4 separate regions of the Mus musculus genome follow, and all the other regions are linked to region 1. A link is a contact called in public Micro-C, capture Hi-C and promoter capture Hi-C data. All regions are on one chromosome and are shown on one strand. Each heading gives the region's core, a stretch centred on a gene start, on an enhancer-like site or on the middle of the called end of the contact. The rest is flanking DNA. Distances are from core to core; before and after follow the strand shown. Region 1 holds the start of Tppp3 (tubulin polymerization-promoting protein family member 3). Region 2 holds the start of Nrn1l (neuritin 1-like). Region 3 holds the start of Cenpt (centromere protein T). Region 4 holds the start of Ces4a (carboxylesterase 4A).

What was found. Promoter capture Hi-C pulls out the DNA fragments that hold promoters and counts their contacts. A called contact is a pair of places that touch in the nucleus more often than the background predicts. Capture Hi-C pulls out chosen DNA fragments and counts their contacts.
Region 2: a capture Hi-C map of embryonic stem cells shows a contact between it and region 1, with 2.4 times the contacts expected there. The contact joins the promoter of Nrn1l here to the promoter of Tppp3 in region 1. A contact is called at or near these places in 3 of 39 promoter capture datasets (cranial neural crest, frontonasal cranial neural crest and second pharyngeal arch cranial neural crest), 1 of 115 datasets of contacts at active chromatin or transcription factors (large pre-B cells) and 1 of 9 other capture datasets (embryonic stem cells).
Region 3: a contact with region 1 is called in a Micro-C map of embryonic stem cells, with 2.4 times the contacts expected there. The contact joins the promoter of Cenpt here to the promoter of Tppp3 in region 1. A contact is called at or near these places in 3 of 39 promoter capture datasets (cranial neural crest, neural stem cells and second pharyngeal arch cranial neural crest), 1 of 484 Hi-C or Micro-C datasets (embryonic stem cells) and 2 of 115 datasets of contacts at active chromatin or transcription factors (bone marrow-derived macrophages and large pre-B cells).
Region 4: a promoter capture Hi-C map of liver shows a contact between it and region 1, with 2.3 times the contacts expected there. The contact joins the promoter of Ces4a here to the promoter of Tppp3 in region 1. A contact is called at or near these places in 1 of 39 promoter capture datasets (liver) and 1 of 484 Hi-C or Micro-C datasets (the HL-1 cell line).

What each region holds. Positions count from the first base shown.
Region 1 is chr8:105,469,563-105,473,315 of GRCm38.p6, reverse strand. Tppp3 (tubulin polymerization-promoting protein family member 3) reads left to right here and starts at 1,894. Exons shown (of 4, transcript NM_026481.3): 1 at 1,894-2,036. Zdhhc1 (zinc finger, DHHC domain containing 1) reads left to right here. Exons shown (of 14, transcript NM_175160.5): 12 at 17-110; 13 at 247-325; 14 at 435-893. The coding sequence ends at 715.
Region 2 is chr8:105,891,377-105,895,129 of GRCm38.p6, reverse strand. It overlaps Nrn1l (neuritin 1-like), which reads right to left and starts at 1,563. Exons shown (of 3, transcript NM_175024.4): 1 at 1,463-1,563; 2 at 650-764; 3 at 107-507. The coding sequence starts at 1,550. The coding sequence ends at 222. It overlaps Edc4 (enhancer of mRNA decapping 4), which reads right to left. Exons shown (of 29, transcript NM_001301100.1): 26 at 3,725-3,753; 27 at 3,415-3,634; 28 at 2,700-2,863; 29 at 1,905-2,460. The coding sequence ends at 2,268.
Region 3 is chr8:105,850,283-105,854,035 of GRCm38.p6, reverse strand. Cenpt (centromere protein T) reads left to right here and starts at 2,028. Exons shown (of 13, transcript NM_177150.2): 1 at 2,028-2,165. The coding sequence starts at 2,053.
Region 4 is chr8:105,129,917-105,133,669 of GRCm38.p6, reverse strand. Ces4a (carboxylesterase 4A) reads right to left here and starts at 1,870. Exons shown (of 14, transcript NM_146213.2): 1 at 1,640-1,870. The coding sequence starts at 1,718.

The DNA.
Region 1 (3,753 bases), core at 645-3,144:
CTGGCTTTTACCTCAGTCCTTCCCAGTTTCTTGCCACCCAAGGCCAAGTGGAACCACCACTACCCTCCTCCTCAGACACACTGGCTCTGCCTCCACGGATCCAACCCCAGGTAGGAGGGACTGGGTTTGGACCTCTGCCCAAGAAGAGGGACATGGAAAAGAAGCCTGCACTCTGATGAGCGCCTCTGCTGCTTTCGGCAAAGTGGGGTCTGGAGAAGCAGCCCACACTTCCCTCTGTCTTTACAGAAAAAGAGGAAGCGGCGAGTGTATAGATTGCCCAGGTCTGGGGTCTTGGACCGAGAGCTCCCACTGCCCAGGTTACGGGGTGAGCGCCGCTCTCTGCTTGGATCCTATTGGATTAGTTCGTGGGAGGGAAAGGTTTTAAAGCCCTAGCTGCAGCCCTTATCTCAATCTAAGTCCCCCTCTGTGCGCAGAGACTGGGACTCCTAGCCGCCGCTCCAGCTCTTCATCTGATTCCACCAGTGCCAGCCCAGTGCATGCTGGTGGCTCTGCAGGCGCCTACTACTCGGCATCAGCTGAGTCCATGGAAGAGATTCCAGTGGCCCAGACGCGCCTGGGCAGTGCCGCACTGGGTGCCCCAGGAGCCAGGGGTCGAGAGTCTGGGCTGGCTCTACAGGCACGTTCGCCTGCTGTTTTTGTGAGCCCGAGCAGTGGCGAGCCCGGAACACCTGGAGGCGGCGACGGCCTGCCTTAGCCCACTAAGGCTAAGGACTAGAGGCAGGAGGGCCTTGACTCTATGCAACACCCCACATTCGCGTAACGAGTGCACTTTAGGGACCTCAAGGTCGACAGGATCGGCCTTCCTTACCCAAGACTCAGCAATATCCGCTCCACCAGCCCTGATGCCCCAATAAACTTTTTTTTTTTTTTAATGCTTTTGCGGACTTAATGCTTATTTTCATAGTGGAAAAATCCATGGATCTCACAGAAGCAGGACCACCATTGCTAGCTTGGGGCAGAGAAAGAGGGGCGGGTTAGGAAAGGTCTCTGGACAGGGTTTTTCTTTTAAGTGTTGGGAATCAAAAACATGGGGTCTTGTTCAAGAACTACCACTCTCCTCTGTCCCTTCTCCCATTTCCCAGGGTAGCCTCGAAAATTTGAATCTACTGCTTCAGTCTCCCGAATCCCCAGATTGCAGGCTTGTGCTACCACACCCACCCAGCAAGGTTTATTAATTAATTAATTAATCAATTAATATTTAGTATTTTTATTTAGTTTTTTATTTAGTATTTGCAGTTGGAAACTGAAGAGGAAGCAGGCTAGGGAGGCGCATTGGAACAAGAAGCTGTGAGGCGGGGAGACGAGAATGGGAGGAGGCAGCCATTCTCCGAAATTTAGGAATTGCTGCCACAAAAGTACCCAGCATTTGGGGGGGTGGGGTGGGTAAGAATGCGTGATCCACTGATTGTCTCAGTCTTCTAGTGCTTCAGAATGTGGCCTGCTGAGAACCTAGGAATGAGTGAATGCCACAGGGTTAGCGGCAGCTGTGGTCTTGGAGCCAGCTGTAGATCCTTGTCAATGAGGGGCGGGATCCCCTTCTTCAGTTCAGCTCCTAGACAATCTCAGGTGGATTCTTTCAGCAGTCCCTTGAGGGTTGGGGACAATGGAATTTGGGGGGGGGCTGTTTTCCCATTGGCCATGGGAGTTCCTATCTTAGGACATCCAGGACTGCAGAGGGCAGCTCTGACCGCTTGAGGACCGCGGTTGAAGGGGAGGAGCAGGATAAGGCTGTCGCTGCAATTCTGCGGGCCCAGCGCCCACAGAGCACATAGGGCGGGGTCTGGTGGGAGGAGCTAGCGTGACCTTGGTCACTCTCCCGCCGAGACAGCCTAGGGGGTGGGACTCACTGTCTCTATGGTGACCGAGAAACAGGGGATAATACTACGGAGCCGCCCGGGCTGCAGTCCCGCCCGGGAGCCGGCAGGGAGCGGAGCTGTGGAGCCTCCTGGTCTCCAGCATCAGTTCCTGGGTCCTGTCCGAAGGCACGCTCAGGAGCAGCCAAGCGGTAGAAGCCGGTAGGAGACTGAACATCGACCACCCTAATTCGTATCCCCCAAAAGGAGGGGTGGGTGGGAGCAGCCTGAACCAACCTCAGATGGTACTGAGCTGAGCCTATCAGCTGAACACCCCGGCCCTGGCCCCAAGGGTTCCACACACACTCCTGCCCCCACCTTCTTGCCAGGCTGATTGATGACTGCAGCTGTCCCAGCAGGAGCTGACGAGCGGATTCAGTTCAGAGGCATGAACACTGTGCCCAGGGTCTGAGGACCCCAGAGCAGCTGCTGTGATTCTGTTCCACATCAACAGCCCCCAAATTCATCTTCCCATAGACAGGAGTGAGCAGTAGCCTCAGGATCCTCCCATTTCCTTGAGAAGAGCATCATGTAGCACCCCAAACTCCCCTGGACACATTTACCTGTGGTGTTCAAGTACAGGGCTTTGGGTCCCCGGGCGGGTTGACATCTTTGGGAGAGGCAAAGGGTGTGGCGGACCCCATTTACAGACCCACAGAGGTCCCTGCAGAGTGCAATCTCTGGGTTTCTGAGTCTTAAAAATTGCAACTTATGGATGAGTAGGTGTGGTCACCAGAAAAGGCCTTTCAGTGTGGACCAACTAGTAATGGAAGAAGAGGAAGTTGTTCGGGGGCCAGGTTGTGGTCATTGGACACTTTTTTTTTTTTCCCCTAAGAGGCAAGGTAAAGATGGTGGCTGAGAACAGGAGGCTGCAGTGGGTGTGGTGATGGTGGTATGTCTTAACATGATGCCTGGCGATGCCAGTGCTGGTTAGACTCTGAGGGGCTTTAGGTCAGGTCTGTGTCAATAGCTTTAGCATATGAGTAAAGAGAGAGTGCTGAGGGTGTGGTCAGGGAACTCTGCGCGTGTGTGGTGGTGGGTGTTCAATGCTTTGCATGGAAGTATGGAAGTGTTACTGCATAGACTGGGAGATTTCAAGGCAGGGCTGTGTCAGAAGCTGTAGCTATATGGATGAACGGGAATGCTCCAAGGGTATGGCCAGGGGGCCTTTGTAAGGGTGCAGAGTCCAGCTAGTGACTGTGGTTGGGGTCTTCAGGATGTGAGTTAAAAGGATGCAAAATGGATGCAGTGTACACAGGGTTTGATTTGGAGAGGGACTTTCAGGGTGGGGCTGAGGGTGTGGTCAGAGATCTGCAATGGAGCTCTGAGGAGGGTGTGGTCAGGGGTCTGTAGTAGGACATGCACTTGACTGCAGGGCTGTGGGCATGCTGGGGAGGAGTTTCATTGCAGGGGTCTTAATGTCTGTGTGGGGATGGAAAAGGAAAAAGGGTCAAATTCAAGGCTTTGGGTGTGGGTGGAGGAAGCCTCGGTGCAAGGCTGTGGGTATGGTTAGTGGGTACGAGGCAGAGGGTGTGGAGGGCCAGGGCTCAGTGCATCTGAGCTATGGGAACGTGGACAGGCGTGGTCACGCTCAGTGAAAAGAAGACCTTAGTGGAGGGCTGAAGTGTAGACAACGGGATTGTGCCTCAGTGAAGGATTGAGGCACCAAGATCATGGCCCCATGGAAGAATTTAGGGGCTACTGTCCAAGTCTCTACCCAGGTTTCTTCGTTTCCCACTCTTAAGCTCCACAGACTGGAAGCTACAGCTTCAATCAGTGGCAAGGGGCCAGGAAGCCACGGTTGTGCCCTAGGCTTAGGGAGTGCTGGTATGCCCCACCCTTGGGCCCCTGATCCCCAGCCCAGCCCAGCCCAGCCCAG
Region 2 (3,753 bases), core at 314-2,813, 420 kb before region 1:
TGAGTCCCTTGTGGAGGTTCTGAGGCACACACATTCCATGCTGAGATAATTTCCTGGGGTTCCTTGCTTTAGTCAAGAGGGCCACAGCCAGGAGAAAGGAACCAACTTGGTGCAAATATAAATACCTTTAATGAAAAGTGTGCATACTGCAGAGCTCACATGGCAGCCACTGCATGCAGTGATGGGAGGCAAGGGCACTGTTGGCTGGCCAACCAGACTGTTTAGGCCAGAGGCCCCAGGAGGCAGGCAAGCGCTAGAGCGGCGGCGAGCAACACAGGGGCTGGAGCTGGAGCCAGTGCAGGAGCTGTGGCCCGTAGTGTCTCCTGGTTGGTCTCTGGGCCAGCAATCCGCTCCCGAACACTCACAGGAGCGCCACAGAGGATGTGCAAATTATCTGGGTGTGGGGCGCGGCGAGCTTCTTGCTGCAGTGACTCCCACACTGCAGCCGCCTCCTCTGGGCAGCCTGACAGGACCCGAGAGGCACAGGCGTGGAAGTCATTCCAGGATCTGTTACAGAATGGGGTTAGGGGGGTTAGAGCACAACGATTTGGACTGGGAAGAGACTCGGGGCCCTGGGGTGGTGGTGCAGTAGCATAGATTGGGTTGGTGCTTCCCACCGACCTACCCATCGCCTCCCACCTGCCGGTACCTGCAGACAGTCTGTAGCTCGCCTCCTCGACCCATGCCATCCCCCAGGCGGATGAGACATTCAGCAAAGCCTTGGTATATGGTATCACAGCGGTTTGGGCCCTCAGAGGCCACTGCTGGGTGGGTAGAGATTAGGAGTGGGTTGGGGATGGAGAATGGTTAATAGAGTGAGCTAGAGTCCATTTGTCAGGAGCTTGTTTACCGGATGCTGCTCTGGGGACGTGACTCAGCGTGAAAGAGGTGCCCCCCGGGGAACTTCAGGGTAGCTGGAGATCACTTGGCTTAACTCTCAAGATAGGCTTTGGACTGTGATGCACATGGAGGTGTGATGTGGGAACAGAAAGCGGGTGTTGGGTCCCAGAGCTTAGCTCCTTCTCTAGTTCCTGGGACTCTAGGTCAGAGACAGATTCAGGGGTAGAGGGTCTGGAAGCAGGAGGTCGTGGGCAGAAGGCAGTCTTCCTGTAGTCTTCATGAGCTCCACCTGGCACTTTGATTGCCTCCCTAAAGACAAGTGTGTCGGCTGAAACTGACTGGGCTGGGTGGGGATCAAAGCCAGTCACTCTAAGATCAGAGATCCATGGCTTGAGCTCTACTGGGGGCCAGACTCCCTTTGTCAGAAGAGGGCTACAGGATTTAAAAGTTCTCCCCCGACAGCTGAGGTGTTTGCACTGTACTTTCCATCCTGAAGCCACTATCGCATGCTCCCAGAGCCCTCACTGCTCATCTCCAACTCCTTTGCTCCCATACCCTACACCCAGTCTGGCTAGGACCTCTGAGAGGGTTTGCAGCCTGGGCCCAGGACGCTCACACTCACCGAGTGGTAGTAGCAGCAACAGCGTCAGGGCACAGGGTAGCCGCTGACAGCGGCGGCGCCAGTGGCAGTGGCAGCAGTTGCACATCATCCCTGGCTGTAAGCCTAGTGCAGGAGCGAGAGGCTTGGAGAGCTGCCTGTGGACCCAGCCCACAGAGGAAGGGATTCTGATTGGATGGGGCCTGGAGGCGGAGCATCATCCCAGCTGTCAGCCCCGCCTCCAGCATCCAGCTAGGCAGAGAAGAGGAGGACCCCAGAGGGCAAAACTGCCCAGAGAGGAGGCAAGATGATGCTGAGCTGGCTCTAGGCCGTGTTGCCTGAATTGGACAGGGAGGTGTGAGTAGGAAGTTTATCAGATGAGAATGAGTGCCAGGGGACCCCAGAGTAGATTGGTTTGGACAGACTTCCCCAAAGGGAGGAAAGAATAGTCACATCAAAGACAAACTAAAATCACACACATACTTTCTTTTATTCCAAAAGCCTTTAATTGCATTTCTCAATGTTTTTCAAAAACAAAAAGATCCAAATTATAGGTAAAAAGGAACATGGAAAATTCAACTCAAGTGGTGTCACGATCTTGGGGTCACGCTTCAGGCATGGTAGGACCCAAGAAGGCACACTACGTGCCCTGGGCCCGCCTGACCCTGCTGGTTACCACAATCAGTAGAGCACTGCCCGTGAGCCCTGCTGCATACCTCCCTCCACACACCAGAGAGGAAGGCCTGAGCAGGGAAACAGCAGACATGGCCCTGCCTTGACCTAAACCTGCCAACTGGCCTTCAGCATCACCTCATCCCTCTTTAAATGGCTAAGGGAGGCTAGGGGTCACAAGGCCGTGTAACATTAGGCTGAGGCGGCGGGCAGCTTTGCTAAGTGAGTTGTGTGGATCAGCCTGCAGGAACTGGAAGAGCTTCTGGCGCACCTGAGCCATGACAGAGCCCATGTGGTCTCGAGTGATGGGATCGCTGTGGTCCAGGTGCATCACAGCTTCTTCCAAGTAGCTGGGGATAGGGGAGAAAGGCAGGGTATAGGTGGATGCAGCAGAAAGGAGTGCCCCCTGGTGGCACTGAAGCCCAGAGGAACAATGATAAAGAATCTTTCTAAGCCTCATATGGGAATGGGTGGAGAATATAGGTAGAAAAGCTAGGGGGTGGGAGTCAGGCAAGAGTGGGTGTCTGCTATGAACTGTTCTCTATCCCTACCTCTAACTCATCGTCTGGTCCCTGACTGCCCCACTCACCTGAGCTTGAGGTCACTTCTAGTTCCAAGGTCAGATGCTAGCTGCTGGATTAGGGAAAGGAGAACAGGCTGGGATAGTGGACAGGGCGGCTGCCCAAAAACCTGGGCTGGGTCGACAGTTTCACACACATACAGCACCAGATTGAGATCAGCAGCAGTCAGTGCCTGGGAGGAGAATGAGACAGCATGCTAATTCATCCCCAGTACCAGGATGGGAGGCTTTCTTTCTTTCTTTCTTTCTTTTTTTAAAGATCTATTTATTATATATAAGCACACTGTAGCTGTCCTCAGACACACCAGAAGAGGGTGTCAGATCTCATTACGGGTGGTTGTAAGCCACCATGTGGTTGCTGGGATTTGAACTCAGGACCTTCAGAAGAGCAGTCAGTGCTCTTACCCGCTGAGCCATCTCACCAGCCCGATGGGAGGCTTTCTTATCTGAGAAGTGTGGCCCACGGCCAGAAGACCAAAGTTGGGTTCTAAGAGCTCCAGAAGTGATGTTCAGAAACTCTGATAGGGCTGTAAGGCTACTTTAGAAGATCAGATTATGAAGTTTTCCTCAGAAAAGGTGGGTTAAGGTAGAAGGAAAGTGGTCTAGCATGAGTCTGACAGACAGCCCAAAGACTACTGGGGAAGTGGGCATATAGTCTATGCACCTTGTCAGGACACATCTTTGTCAAGTGCTACTCAATCACTAAGACCTAACACTATCATACCTGCTGGAAGGCCTGATTGAGGTGGCCCTGCTGCAGTAACTGCAAGATATGGGCTTGTTGGGCCTGGCAGTCAAGGTGGGCAGAGGGGACAGGTGTGCCAGCAGCTGAACGCATAGCCTGCATGATGCTGGAAGTGACGGTGGCCTGCTGCTCCTTAAGTGCCACACTCACTTCACCCTTGACAATGCGCTGTACTTGTGCTAAGATTGACTCCTGCAAGCTGCAAAGGGAAGCGAGCCAGTGAGGTAGACAGGAAGCCTGCTCTGGCCCTTCCTAGCCCACCACCTCACCCAGAGCTTTGCCCACACACCTGCCCACAGCCACATGCAGCTGGTGTTG
Region 3 (3,753 bases), core at 779-3,278, 380 kb before region 1:
TGGCCTCGAACTCAGAAATCCACCTGCCTCTGCCTCCCAAGTGCTGGGATTAAAGGCGTATGCCACCACGCCGGCTGGCCTTTTCATTTTAGGCTGGCTGGCCAGTTAGCTGCAGGGATGCACCTCTAGCACTGCCATTATAGGCATGGGACACAATGCTTGGTATTTTTTTTATTTATTTATTTTTGGTTTTTCAAGACAGGTTTTCTCTGTGTAGTCCTTGCTGTCCTGAAACTCCCTCTATAGACCAAGCTGGCCTCGAACTCAGAAATCAGCCTGCCTCTGCCTCCTAAGTGCTGGGATTAAAGGCCTGTGCCACCACTGCCCTGCTCATGCCTGGCTTTTTAACTTGTGAGGAAGAATCACATTGATTCAAACCCACAAAGCATTAAAGAAGATACTCAATTTGACTCTACCTTCAGTACATAAATAGCCTTTAACATACTCATGGACATTCAAATAATATCTAGTAAGTTGAAAGTAGGGACTGTGCCTGGTCTTCAGCACCAAAAGCAAACAAAGTGCGCAATTTCTCCCCAGCACTGTCTTACCTATCCTCTGGACTTGGCATCTCTAGTGAAAAGCAAGAATCATATTGCATGTCTCTGCTTCTAATCTTGGGTCCTCTACATCTGTTTCCCTTGTGACTGCCAAAGAAAATCTGACAAGCCATGGGTCGCTCAAGGGGGCTGGAGAAATGGCTCAGGGTTTAAGAACACTGACTGCTCTCTGGAAGGTTCTGAGTTCAAATCCCAGCAACCACAGGCATGAATCACAAGTTCAAGGTCATCATCTGCTGCGTGGAAAGTCTGAGGCAAGTCTGAACTACATACAACCTGTCTCAAAACAAAACAACAGTCGGGCGGTGGGGCACACGCCTTTAATCCCAGCACTTGGGAAGCAGAGGTAGGCAGATTTCTGAGTTCGAGGCCAGCCTGGTCTACAGAGTGAGTTCCAGGACAGCCAGGGCAATACAGAGAAACCCTGTCTCAAAAAAAACAAAAAACAAAACAAAAACAAAAAAAAAACCCAAAACCTGTCTCAAAAAACCAAACCAAAAACAACAACAACAACGAAAAAAAAAAAGCAACAAAAAACCCAAACCAAAACAAAACCCAAACAAAACAACAACAAAACCCAAGACTTCTAAAGAAAATAAAAATTTAAACGGGGTGCAATAGAAAACACCTGTATTCTCGCTCACCTGCTCTTGCTTCTACTCCCCCCCCCATTGCCCTCCTCCCTCTCTCCAGGTGCCCATGGGCGACCTCTACTCCTCTATTCTCTCTGCCTCTATGTCTACTCCCTCATCTCCCCTTCCCATGCCCTGAATAAATCCTGTTCTATACTAACAAACAAAAAGAACGGAAGGAAGGAAGAAAACACCTGTAACGCAATCAAACAGAAGTGGAAGCAGGAGGCTTAGAAGTTCAAGGTCATCTTGGACTACCTAGGGATTTTGAGGTCAGCTTGGGCTACACACCACGCTGTTTCAAAAACAAAAAGTATATACGCACGTGCGCGCACATGAAATTATCAAAATCTACCATAGTGGCCTACATCTGCCATCGGAGTATTCCTATGGTAAAGGCAAGAGGGCTGTCCAGAGAGGTTGACCCTACATGTATGTCTGGTGTCTGAAGAGACCAGAGGAGGACATTTGATGCCCGGACACTGGTGTTTCTGGCAGTCATGACCTTTCCTTACGGGTTCAGGTTCTATACAAGAGCAGCAAGTAGGCCTTGCCGCTGAGCCATACTTCTAGTCCCCTAGTTCTTTAAGATTATTATAAGCCTTTAAAAAAAAAAACTTTTTTTTTTTTTTTAAATGAAGAAACCATGAAGTCTTAACTGGTTGCATGCTTTCCCCTCAGGGTTAACATGAGACCGCCTCCAAAATCAATTTACAATCACATCAGACCCGGTTCCCCAGCTGTTGGACTACAGTTCCCGTGGGGCCATGTGGCAGCATCGCGAGACTTGACTCAAAATAGGCGGTGGGAACGCGGTGCTCGCTGCTGCTTGAGCAGTTAGGAGGGGTGGGGTCCTGAACATGGCGGACCTCAGCTTTTCTGACGGCGATCCTACTGTACGCACGCTTTTGCGGCGCGTGCTGGAGACGGCGGATTCGCGCACTCCGATGAGACGCCGGAGCACTCGGATCAAGTACGTAAGAGTGTTGCGGTGAGCAACTGGAATGAATGGACAGTGGTGTCTGCGTCTGGAAAGGAAAACCGCGTCTCAGAGTACAGTCTGAGATGCTGAGATCAGACTCGGGGTTCCTAATCAAATTGAACTCAGCTGTGCGGTTTTGTACTCTCACCGTATGCCCCAGGGTGAGACCGCAGAGTCTCACTCACAACGGTGCTGGATCTCTAGGAGCAGAGGGCAAGGCTCTGTGTTTTCTAGCCTGTTTCACTCACCCCCCTCCCAGGCCAAGGTTGTCGTGACATCTACCCCTGCTTCTAGGTGACTTCACCTTTCACAACACACACAGTCCTACTCTCTGAGGCTCCCATGGCAGGTCGGGGGGCAGGAACTGGAAAGATGCTTTGCTTTCTTTCTTTTCTTTCTCTTTCTTTCTTTCTTTCTTTCTTTCTTTCTTTCTTCTTCTTGCTTTGCTTTTTTTCTTTTCTTTTTCTTTCTTCTTCTTCATGCTTTGCTTTCTTTTTTCTCTCTTCTTCTTCATGCTTTGCTTTCCTTTTTTCTTTCTTCTTCTTGATGCTTTGCTTTCTTTTTTCTTTCTTCTTTTCTTCTTCTTTCTTCTTTCTTCTTCTTTCTTCTTCTTCTTCTTCTTCTTCTTCTTCCTTCTTCTTCCTTCTTCTTCCTTCTTCTTCTTCTTCTTCTTCTTCTTCTTCTTCCTTCTTCCTTTTTCTTCTTCTTCTTCTTCTTCTTCCTTCTTCTTTCTTCTTTCTTCTGTTTTTGTTTTTTCGGTTTTCGAGACAGGGTTCCTCTGTGTAGTCCTGACTTTGGGGAGTGAAGCTTAAGGAGGGTTGTGAGCAGAAGGTACCGAAGTTGGCTTCCACCAGTCTGGAAGAATGCCCTTCTTTCCAAGTGGAGACTCGTTCATGATAAGGTGTTTTCTTTTATTCTCCAAAGTATTAGTGGTTGATCCTAGGATCTTATGCCTGCTAATTAAGCACCCTACCATTGTGCGTCATCTCCAGCCCTTTCCCTATTTCTTTGCCACAGGATCTCAAGAAGTTGCCTGGGCGTGGCTTGAAACTAGCCCAGACAGGCTTTGGACTCCCCATCCTCTTTCCCTAACCTCCCTGGTCGCTGGGATTAACATGTTGGTCCCACCGGGCCCTTGTTAATTCATGATGGGGCATTATGTATTTATTTACTGTCGGTGTTTGTGAGAGAGTGTGTGTAGGTCAAAGGACACTCTTAGAGTCAGTTCTGACCTTCCAGCACGTGGGTCCAGGTCATTGAACTCAGGATGCTAGGCTTGGAAGCAGTTGCCTTTAACCACTGAGCAATCTGGCCAGCCCCTCCGGCTATGTTTTAGGCCTGTGAGTAATGAGGTGGAAGCCTGCGGAACACAGAGTTCTGAGACACACTGTACTGGAGAAAAAGGGCTGGGGTGACCCATGGGGAGCTTAATGTCACACCTTGATGACAACTTGAAAGGTTAAAAGTAACTTAAATTTCCTACTTGGCTGATTTCTGAGTTCGAGGCCAGCCTGGTCTACAGTGTGAGTTCCAGGACAGCCAGGGCTACACAGAGAAACCCTGTCTCGAAAAACTAAAA
Region 4 (3,753 bases), core at 621-3,120, 340 kb after region 1:
AATTTAAGTGGAAAAATAAACAGAGTATAAAACTGTAGGGCAGGGAGCTAGAGAGATGGTTCAACCATTAAGAGCATCCACGGCTCCTCCAGAGGTCCTGAGTTCAATTCCCAGGACCCACATGGCAGCTCACAACTGTCTGGAACTCCAGTTCCAGGAGATCTGACATCCTTTAGATACACATACAGGCAAAATACCAACACACATTAAAATAAAAAAAACAAACCACCACCAACAGCAGCAACAACAACAAAACTGTAGGGCCAGCTACAGTTTGTCCAGGATGGTTCAGAGGACAGAGGACAAGGGTGTGTGGTGCTAAGCCTGATGATTTGAGTTTGACTTCTGGAATCCACTCAGTAGAGGGCAAAAACGGACTTTTGTGATTTGTCTTCCAACCTCCACAAATGTGCTGTGGCATGCACAAGTAAGAACACACACACACACACACACACACACACACACACACACACACACACACACACACATGCACAAGCACACACGTACACAAGTGTACACGAACTCATGCACATACACACTCAAGAAGTATAATTTTCTTTTTTGTTTTTGTTTTTTCGAGACAGGGTTTTTCTGTATAGCCCTGGCTGTTCTGGAACTCACTCTGTAGACCAGGCTGGCCTCAAACCCAGAAATCTGCCTGCCTCTGCCTCCCAAGTGCTAGGATTACAGGCATGTGCCACCACTGCCCGGCAAGAAGTATAATTTTAAAAACATCTTAAAACTAAAATTGTGCACATGCTAATACCACAGTTATGTGTAAATATACAAGAAGGTAATATCACAAAATGCTAGAAAGCAGTTTTTATCAAAGCTTCTCTAAAACAACATCATCATCATCAAGAAGAAGAAGAAGAAGAAGGAGAAGGAGAAGGAGAAGGAGAAGGAGAAGGAGAAGGAGAAGGAGAAGGAGAAGGAGAAGGAGAAGGAGAAGGAGAAGAAGAAGAAGAAGAAGAAGAAGAAGAAGAAGAAGAAGAAGAAGAAGAAGAAGAACTAAAACAGAAGAAAAAAAACTGATGTAATTTTTTAGGCAAAATAAATTTGCAATAGAGGTCAGAACAGTGAGTGGTCACTTTGGAGGTGTTGACTGGAAAATGGCACATAGAATCCTGGCAATATTCTAAATATTCTAGATTTTTGTCAGAATGGTGGTCACATCATCTATATTTTCAGATATGTGCATCTTGTTGTATGTGTAGTGAATACCTCAATAAACAGTTGTTAATGTGTTATGCTCTTTTCACAGTTCAGAGAATAACACTCATTTTAGAAAGAAGGATGCTGGGGAGAAAGGCACAGATAGAGGCCATATATGGCACAGGAAGGCGGAAGTGGACGTCTGCTTAGGAGAAAAAAGGCAGGAAGGAGTGGGGAAAGGCCAGAAGGAGGGACAGGGGCAAGTCATGTTCTCAGGTCCCTCGCTGATCCCAGGAGGTAGGAGACACAGTCCTCACTTTGCAGAGCAGTCTTGGGGCTCACAGAGGACAAATGACTTGCTCAGACTTCTAACACACAAGACCTTTGAAATATTGCCCTCCATCTGCCTAGATCTTGTCTAAGTCCCACTGTGTAGAAGTGGCTGAGCCAGGACTGGGATCCCCAGTAGAGGTGACTATCTTACCTAAGGCTGTCTGGACTACCAGGCACAGGGTGAGGCTCAAGCCCAGAATCCACTTCATGTTCCAGCCAGCTTCTGCCATGGGCTGCAGTGATGCCTACACTTCTGGGGTCAGAAGGGAGCTCTGAGCGCAGCGTGGAAGCACCAGAAAGTTCTGCCTTTATCTTCTTGATTCCCATCATCAGAGGCTGGGGCTGGAGGAGTTATGACCAGCTTCTCGCCAGCTGTGGAGCCTTGTCCCTCCTCCTTGGGGTGATAGGTCACACTGTATGGTTTTGGCTCTTCAACCAAACTGGCTTGCCTGCAATCCCTGCCCAGTTTGCTCATTTGGCAACAGCTTGAAGGTACGAGTCAAGCTTCACCCATTGAGTAGGAGCCAAGACTGGAGCCCTCAGACATGCTCCCCATGGACTGAAGAGCGCTGGGTTCTCTGATTGCCTTTGCTTTGTGCAGATTCTTGTAGGTGCTCCTCTGCACAGGTTTCTCAGACAGGATCATCATAGAGGGTAAGACTGTGTCAGGAACAGGAAGTCAGTGTGGTGAATACTTACATTCCCACTGGAGTCTAGATCTAAAGGCAACCATGAGAAGGTTCACTTAGTGAGACCAGGGTAGTGAGTGAGGAAAGGTTCCCCAGGGAATAAAGGTTGACCTTTGTGGAATTGGACAGAAAAGGGAGATGGAGCCTGGTGTTTATAGTAGCAAGTGTGGGGCTGGATGGGAAGAGATGGGTCCATGTTTATTAACACATCAGGCGGGAGTCCTAGAGTCTTGGCATATCTTTAGGAAATGGGTATCTAGGGGTTTCTGTGCTGGGAGGGTGAAAGGTAAGGGCATGTCTTTCTTACTGACTTATAGTCTCCAGCTCTGTAGATCTGACACGTGATGGATATACACCATTTTCTCCAAGGCCCATTCACTGAGTTCTCAGAAATGTCCTTTATTGAAATCCTTACCCATTCGTGTGGCTTTTCCTCTCTCCTCAGGAATACGATGTTCACTGCCCAATCGCCATTGATTGGGCTCCATAGTCCTCTAAGGAAGGCCTCAGACAGGCTCAAGGTGGGTTATTGCCTGCAAGGTCAACATGGGAACCATTTGGTATGTTGCATCTAACCAATCTCCTTACAGTCTGCTCATCATTCACAGTGTTAGGCTACAGCACCCCGTTTGCTGGCATCAGGCTCTGGGCTGGACAAGCCCCTCCATAATGGGCAATATTGTTCTGTCCTATACTCCTTTAAGAATGATTCCTATGGGAAGCCCGGAGAGATGATTCAGTAGGTAAAGTACTTGCCACACAAGCTTAGGGAATCTGAGTTTAAGTTCTTAGAATCCGTGTAAATCTGGGCGCGGTAGCACGCGTCTACACTCCCAGTGCTTCTTACAGTGAGATGGGAGGCAGAAACAGGAGAATCTGGGTAGTTTGGGAACTAGCTCAGAAAGTGTACGCAGCAGCAGATGCCAGCATGAAGAGCCCCTCTTAAACCAGGTTTAAAGTGAAGACTGACTGACACCTGAGCTTGCCCTCTGACCTCTAAATACGCACCATGGCACATGCTCACACACACTTATGTAAACATGCACATACATGTACACACAACACATACACACAGAGTGCTGGGGGAGGGGAAAGAAGAGGGATGCACAGCGAGGCACCATCTCCCAATTCCTCCCCAGTGCAATCTTCTCATGCCCTTTCCAGCCTTAGATGGCCAAGAATTATGCCCACACTCCCAGACGATTTTCTAGCAAATCCCATGTGCTGATGTGGGTCATCTGCCACGACTTGGATCTCACAGGCAGTGGAAGCATCTCCTCCCTACCGATCCCTCACGGTATCTCATCTGATAGCAAGTATGGTCATGACCCAGTGTCTCCTCAAATTGGACGGCATGAAGCAAGAACCTGAAATTTGCCTATGTCCTTTGACTGAGAAACTTGATCCGAGAGACCATCCAAAATACACAAAGCCTTGTTGACAACAGCCTCACTCCCACACTACCGGAAAGGAAGCAAGAAACAGGACAGCTACAGAAAACACTCCGACTGTGTTCTGGTCTTGACACAACTGGGCTGACAATAGCGAGTTTCATAAGCTTCTGCAGTACCAGCCA